2 separate regions of the Mus musculus genome follow, and region 2 is linked to region 1. The links are chromatin contacts, called in public promoter capture Hi-C maps. All regions are on one chromosome and are shown on one strand. The core of a region is the stretch at or near the end of the contact, and the rest is flanking DNA. Distances in the headings are between cores, read along the strand shown. Region 1 overlaps Palld (palladin, cytoskeletal associated protein). Region 2 overlaps Palld (palladin, cytoskeletal associated protein).

Region 1 (2,810 bases), core at 295-2,794:
AACTCCATGTAAGATGAGCCAGACCAGCTTGCCGATTATGATGAAGCTGTTGTCTGATTTCAAAAAACTATGTTGTAACAGAACCAGAGAAAGCATTAAGGAAAAAAGTTGGAGATGAGTTCCCAAGCCATTTGTAGACAATTTTGGGGGAGGAAAATTTTCATCAGAACAAGAAAGCTAAAATTAAAAACAAAAGCACTTTAAGTTATTTTTATAGATCTCAGTTAATCTGCTTTTCCTCCTTCACTGCTGTCAATACTCCTAATACGACAAGCTGAGTTTTCTCCCTTAAAACTGTATGCAAAGGAGTGTTGTCTTTATGATGGAGGGAAAGCTGAGGCAGGAGGATCAAAGAAGATATGAGGGCATCCTCTGCTACAGAGCAAGAACCTGTCTCAAAAAGCAAAACACACTGGGCGTGGTACATACTCATACCTGTAATGCCAGGAAAAGATCAAATATTCAAAGTTACCTTTAGCTATGGTGAGATTTATTTTCATGGATGTATAGGTGGTTTTGCCTGCACCTATACCTGTGTACCTTCTGTGTGCTAAGCTGTCTCTCCAGTTGTATTTTTTTTAATACAACTCACCAAGCGGTTAGAACTCCATTCTTTCACTTAAAAGTTTTCTTGTTTAGATTAATTGTGCATCTACTTTGTTTTGTTTAGTCAGGTCAGCAAAGCAGCCAATGGCTGGCCAAAGGAACTTCAGAAGAAGCTGGCTCTGAACAAGCAGATCAAGGGGGTACAGTTCCACAAGAAGGCACTTTTGCACTCAGTTTTAAACATTGAAAAAAAATGGGGCGAGGTAGGAGTAGGTGGCTCACGGATAAATACTGTGCTGTGACAACTATGAGCATTAGCATTCAGACCCCCAGAACCCATGCTGAAATTGGGCACACCTATAATCACAGCACGAAAAAGGCAGGGCCAGGGGGTGCACAAGGCAAGAAAGAAGACTAGGCAGGGGAAATGAGCCCGGAGCTCAGCTAAATGCCTTGCCCCAACATTTAAGGTGGAGAGCAAGAAGAGACCAGACATCGACCCCTAGTCTACACATACACACATACATTCCACATACATACACACATTGGATCTTGCGCGCGTGCGCACGCATGCACACACACACACACACACACACACACACACACGCAAGAAAATGCCAAAGGGCTTTTGTTTGTTTGTTTGTTTTCATCCTCAGGCATTTAATTTTCAAAGACGAAGATTCGATAAACTCAAAGCAAGAACAAGAATAAAACAGACGAAGAAGCTGAAGGTTTGTCATCAGGTGCCATTAGCTGTAGAGACATCACACATTCTGATGTCCTCCCGAGCCTTTGATAATTAGCCACACTTTCATCCACTAAAGGCAAAGTATTTTCTCAATAACTGAAAGCAACAGAGAGAGGAGGGCTCTCGATTCCTAATCTGTGCAAGGCATCAAAGATTTTTAGTAACAAAGGGCTTTGTGGGATCCTACTGAACTTAATTTGAGTCTTTTAAAAAGCAGCCCAATGAGCCTCGCCACTCCCATGGAATTCCAGATGTCTGTGTGGTTTGGTAGGCTGTCTTGCACATGTGCTCCCACTTCATGTGTTTAGGACGGGACTAGGAATAGACCTTGTAAAAGCCACCCACCAGCTTCAGAAAGCCACTACCCAGAACTCTTTTGCCCATTTCCTCAAAGCCTGTTCCACATCCTCACCTTCTATAGCTCCTCGGGCTTCCAAGCTGTGGGATACTCTCCCACACTCTCTGGCTGACATTGCACCTGGTGACTTTCATTAAAGGCACTGTTCCCCGACTCTGTCGGCCCCGGCAAGAGAGTCACAGATGTGTCTGAAGATAATTTAAGTGTGGCCTGCATCAGCAAAAAAGCTGGGTGGCGCTGGGCTGTCCTGGAGGCCACAGGCCTTCTGTCAAGGACAAGGGAATGACTTCCTAGAACCACCTCCACTGCTTCTGACTCTCTTCATAGAACCGATCTTGCTCAAGAAAGGACTGGGTAATTTCTTTCTGTTTTCTGACTGTGAACACAAAGTGACCAGCTGCCCCCCACCCCTGTCATTAATTTTCTGTCACAATAGGCAATTTGGAAAAAAAAAAGATATTTTTAAAGAGGAAGAATTACAACAATTGCTAACTCAAAACGGCCTGGGAGCTGCCAAGGCACTCTTTATGGAAGTTGATTTTCACAGATACAAGTAGGCAAAGAGAAGCAGAGATACCAGAAAGCTAAATCTGCCCTCTACAAATTACTCATAAGCTATTTGTCATTCAGAAAGAAAGAAGAAAAAAGGCTCATCTGGTTTCCCCACTCCTTTATCCTGTTGGCTTTCCTCTGCAGAAGAAGCGACAACAAACCTTTTTGGAAATCCTGCTTAAGCACGGAAACCAGGCTATAAGCTTCTAAAAAGCCTTAGTCACCAGCAGGACTCCAATGCCATAGTGCTCAAATCTTTGGTTATACACAAATGAGCCAACAGATTCTCCCAGCTTCTTTTTTCTCCTCTCCTCACCACACCCCCAATTCAAAAACTCTAAGAACTTCCCCACTGTAAACACACCCTAAGGTTCTCAGAGGTTCAACACTTCAGGAAATAAAACCACCCAGAGTTTCTGTTAAACACTGTCATGGTCCATTTACAAATGGGAGAAGTTGGACAAGCTGCGCCAGGTTAGAGTGGGTTCAGAATCTGTGTCTGCGCTTTAATTCATTCACGACACCTGGCGTGCCGGCACAGAAGAACCTTGACCTTCAATGTAGTTAAAAGTATATATGTCTGGGGTCACGTTTCCCTCCCAATGC
Region 2 (2,903 bases), core at 247-2,746, 300 kb after region 1:
GGTTGCATAGACCTTGAAGAGAGTGTCTGTGTTATTGACCACTGTTTTCTTTCAAGTCTAAGTTTCACTGGAAGGAACTGCACTCATTAGCAGGGAGACAGTCTTTGACAGGAGGAATTCTGAGACCAACTACTCCTCCCACAAGCAGTCAACAGCTTGGAATAATTCTGCCTTTCTATGAGTTAGAAAGTTGGGGGATAGAGAGAAGAGAGGGGGGAGGGAGAGGGAGAGAGGCAGGCAGGGGTATGAAGGGAGGGGAGAAATGAGCAGTAACACCCGATAAAAGCTTCACCACTTGCCTGCTAATCTGATAACACCATGATGCAAAATAGGCCTTTATCACCCCAGCATTGCCATGGCTTGCTTATGAAATTCTCAAACATTTGCTGAAGGCTTTGTCTCCAGCTGTTGGATCCCATCACTGACTGAATCATTAGTACTCTGTCCTAATGTGCGGATTAACCCCTTGATAGATTCCAAATCCTATGGTGTCATTACGAAGTACAGCTGAATTGGAGAATGTTCCAGAAGGGTTTATCATGTACCTCCGGCTTCTTGCCTGTCTCTGCGTTCTATCCACTAGGCAGTGAGCATCTCTGTTTGTCTCAGTCTTCTCTGCCTTGCCACCCGGCCTCACCACAGGCTTGAAACAAGGGAGCTAGTGGGGCATGAACAGAAACCACTGACAATGTCGGCCTGGGCTCCTTTTAAAAACGGTTTCTCAGAATGTTGGTCACAGTGTTGAAAAACACAACCAGCAAGCGAGTTTTTCTTCCTATCCGTTCAAAGCTCTGCTGGTTCAGGGAAGGCCTCTGATGGACTTTGGTTCAGTGAGAGAATGTTTAATAACCTGAAGGCTTTCTCGGGCAGAATGGAGTTCACTTCCCATCACCCGGTGTTAGCGGGTGACTTCTTAATGGGTAAAATAAGAAGCTGGAAAGAGAAAGAAGTAAGAAAGGGTGAGATGGCTCAGTGGGTAAGAGCACCCGACTGCTCTTCCGAAGGTCAGGAGTTCAAATCCCAGCAACCACATGGTGGCTCACAACCATCCGTAACAAGATCTGACTCCCTCTTCTGGAGTGTCTGAAGACAGCTACAGTGTACTTACATATAATAAATAAATAAATCTTTAAAAAAAAAAAAAAAAAAAAAGAATACTGAGTTTAATACCTCATCTTAAACTTAAACATAGATGCCCTCATTTTAAAAAAAAAAAAAAGAAAGAAGTAAGAAAGACAAACAAACAAAACAACACACACTCAAACATACCTTCTGCCTAAAAAAAAAAAAAAAAAGAAGTCAAAACATGAAGCCATCGATCCTAATTTCAAGTTGTTCTCATCTTACCAGCCAGAACTCTCGCTAACTGAAATAGAATTGTCACCCGCTGGACACAGCCTTTCCCTCTGAAAGAAAGCCAGTATCAGGATGAAGACATAATTAGGGCAGTCCCCAGGGACCTGAGGAGTAAGTATCCATTGGACAGTCTTATGTTTCAGAAGCAGAAGGAAGAAAATGACCGCAGCAGCAGCAGCAGACACAGATCAAACTTAATCACCCCTCACACAAAGGGAAAGCCTTCCTGATCCTTTAAGCTCGATTGCAGTTTATCTCTGCCTGGGAATGTGAAAAGCTGAGAAGGAATCCGATGGCAGCAGGCTGGGGTCAGGGACCATACAAGGCCTTCATGGAAACAGACTAAAGCACCAGCCAGGGGGAACAGACTAAAACATTTTGCCAGGGCAAAGCTGTGGACTGGTCCTGTCCCCACCGAAGACCAGCAATGACATGTTGGTATAACAGGTAACAATTAGTGACTTTAAAGGATTTTTTTTTCTTTTTTCAGTTTTATTTGAGGAGTGAGGAAGGGAGGGAAGCATGGAAAAAAGGAAGGTGGGAGGAAGGGAGGAGGGAGAGAGACTGGGGAGAATGTGTGCTTGTGTGCATGAAGAGACCAGAAGAAGATGCCTGATTCTCTGAAGCTGTGAGACAGCAGCCAGGGGCCTGGGAACCAAACGCTGGTCCTGTGCAAAAGCAGCGAGTGCCCCACACCGAGCCATCATCTCCCCAGCCCCTGGATCTAAGGATCCTGAACTATAACGTGACTAGTTCCCTTCAGGTGAAGTGGGCCCAATCTGCCTGTAGGCTGCTGTGCTGGAAGAATCAACAGAATCGATGGAGGTCATTTTGATTTTGAGGCTGGTTGTTTTAGGGGAAATTAGCTACAATTAATTAATTAGATGAAATTTATTAGATGAAAAGTGAGCCTTACGGGAGAGCGTGGGTTTAGTTGTGTGTGCTGCCTGGACAATGATCTACACAGCCCCTCTCCAAGGAAAACAGGAAAGGAAACGAAACCTGATTTCACCTGCAACACAGAAAGACTTGATTTATTGGGCCTCAGACTGCACCGTTTCCCACCCTAACACATTGGGAGTGTTATTTCTATTTCCTGGGTCCATTTTCCTCCATTGCTGTGAGGATTACGGAAAATAGTGCATGATGCTAAAAAAATTCCGCACATAGCATGTACTCAGGTGGATTTATTTTTAAATGTCAAATTACGAATCTATACTTAACTTTATTATATGTTATAAATTTACCCAAATCTGTGAAAGGCCGTTTTCTGCAGGTCAACAGATCCATTTTTTCTCAGGGGAGGGCTGGGGACAGGTTAAAATTCAGGTTGATGTGAGCATGAGGTTATGGGCTTGGAAGATGGCTTCCAAGACAGGGAAGGAAGTTCACTGTGGAGAAGATTTCCCCCCAAAGACCTGGGTTTATTGTAATGTATTCCCAGTGTAATTTGAAATTCAATTAAAAACCCCTAAGATTTATTATGTGTCCAAGCTTGTGTGGCTGCTGGCCTTCTGGAAACTGAAAAGGGGATGCTATGGAATGGG

Evidence for each region. Promoter capture Hi-C pulls out the DNA fragments that hold promoters and counts their contacts.
Region 2: a promoter capture Hi-C map of cranial neural crest shows a contact between it and region 1. The contact joins two enhancer-like sites. A contact is called at or near these places in 8 of 39 promoter capture datasets (the C10 cell line, the HPC-7 cell line, cranial neural crest and 5 more), 1 of 15 datasets of contacts at CTCF or cohesin (the NIH/3T3 cell line) and 3 of 115 datasets of contacts at active chromatin or transcription factors (embryonic hindbrain, extraembryonic endoderm stem cells and stem cell-derived neural progenitor cells).

The regions. Positions count from the first base shown.
Region 1 is chr8:61,550,642-61,553,451 of GRCm38.p6, forward strand. The region is part of intron 10 of Palld (palladin, cytoskeletal associated protein); the gene reads right to left. Among named protein-coding and RNA genes, the nearest start is that of Cbr4, 64 kb to the left of the region's middle. Within about 2 kb of position 1,545, at least 10 of the 459 cell types and tissues checked have an H3K27ac peak or open chromatin away from gene starts, as enhancers often do.
Region 2 is chr8:61,847,290-61,850,192 of GRCm38.p6, forward strand. The region is part of intron 2 of Palld (palladin, cytoskeletal associated protein); the gene reads right to left. Among named protein-coding and RNA genes, the nearest start is that of Palld, 54 kb to the right of the region's middle. Within about 2 kb of position 1,497, at least 16 of the 459 cell types and tissues checked have an H3K27ac peak or open chromatin away from gene starts, as enhancers often do.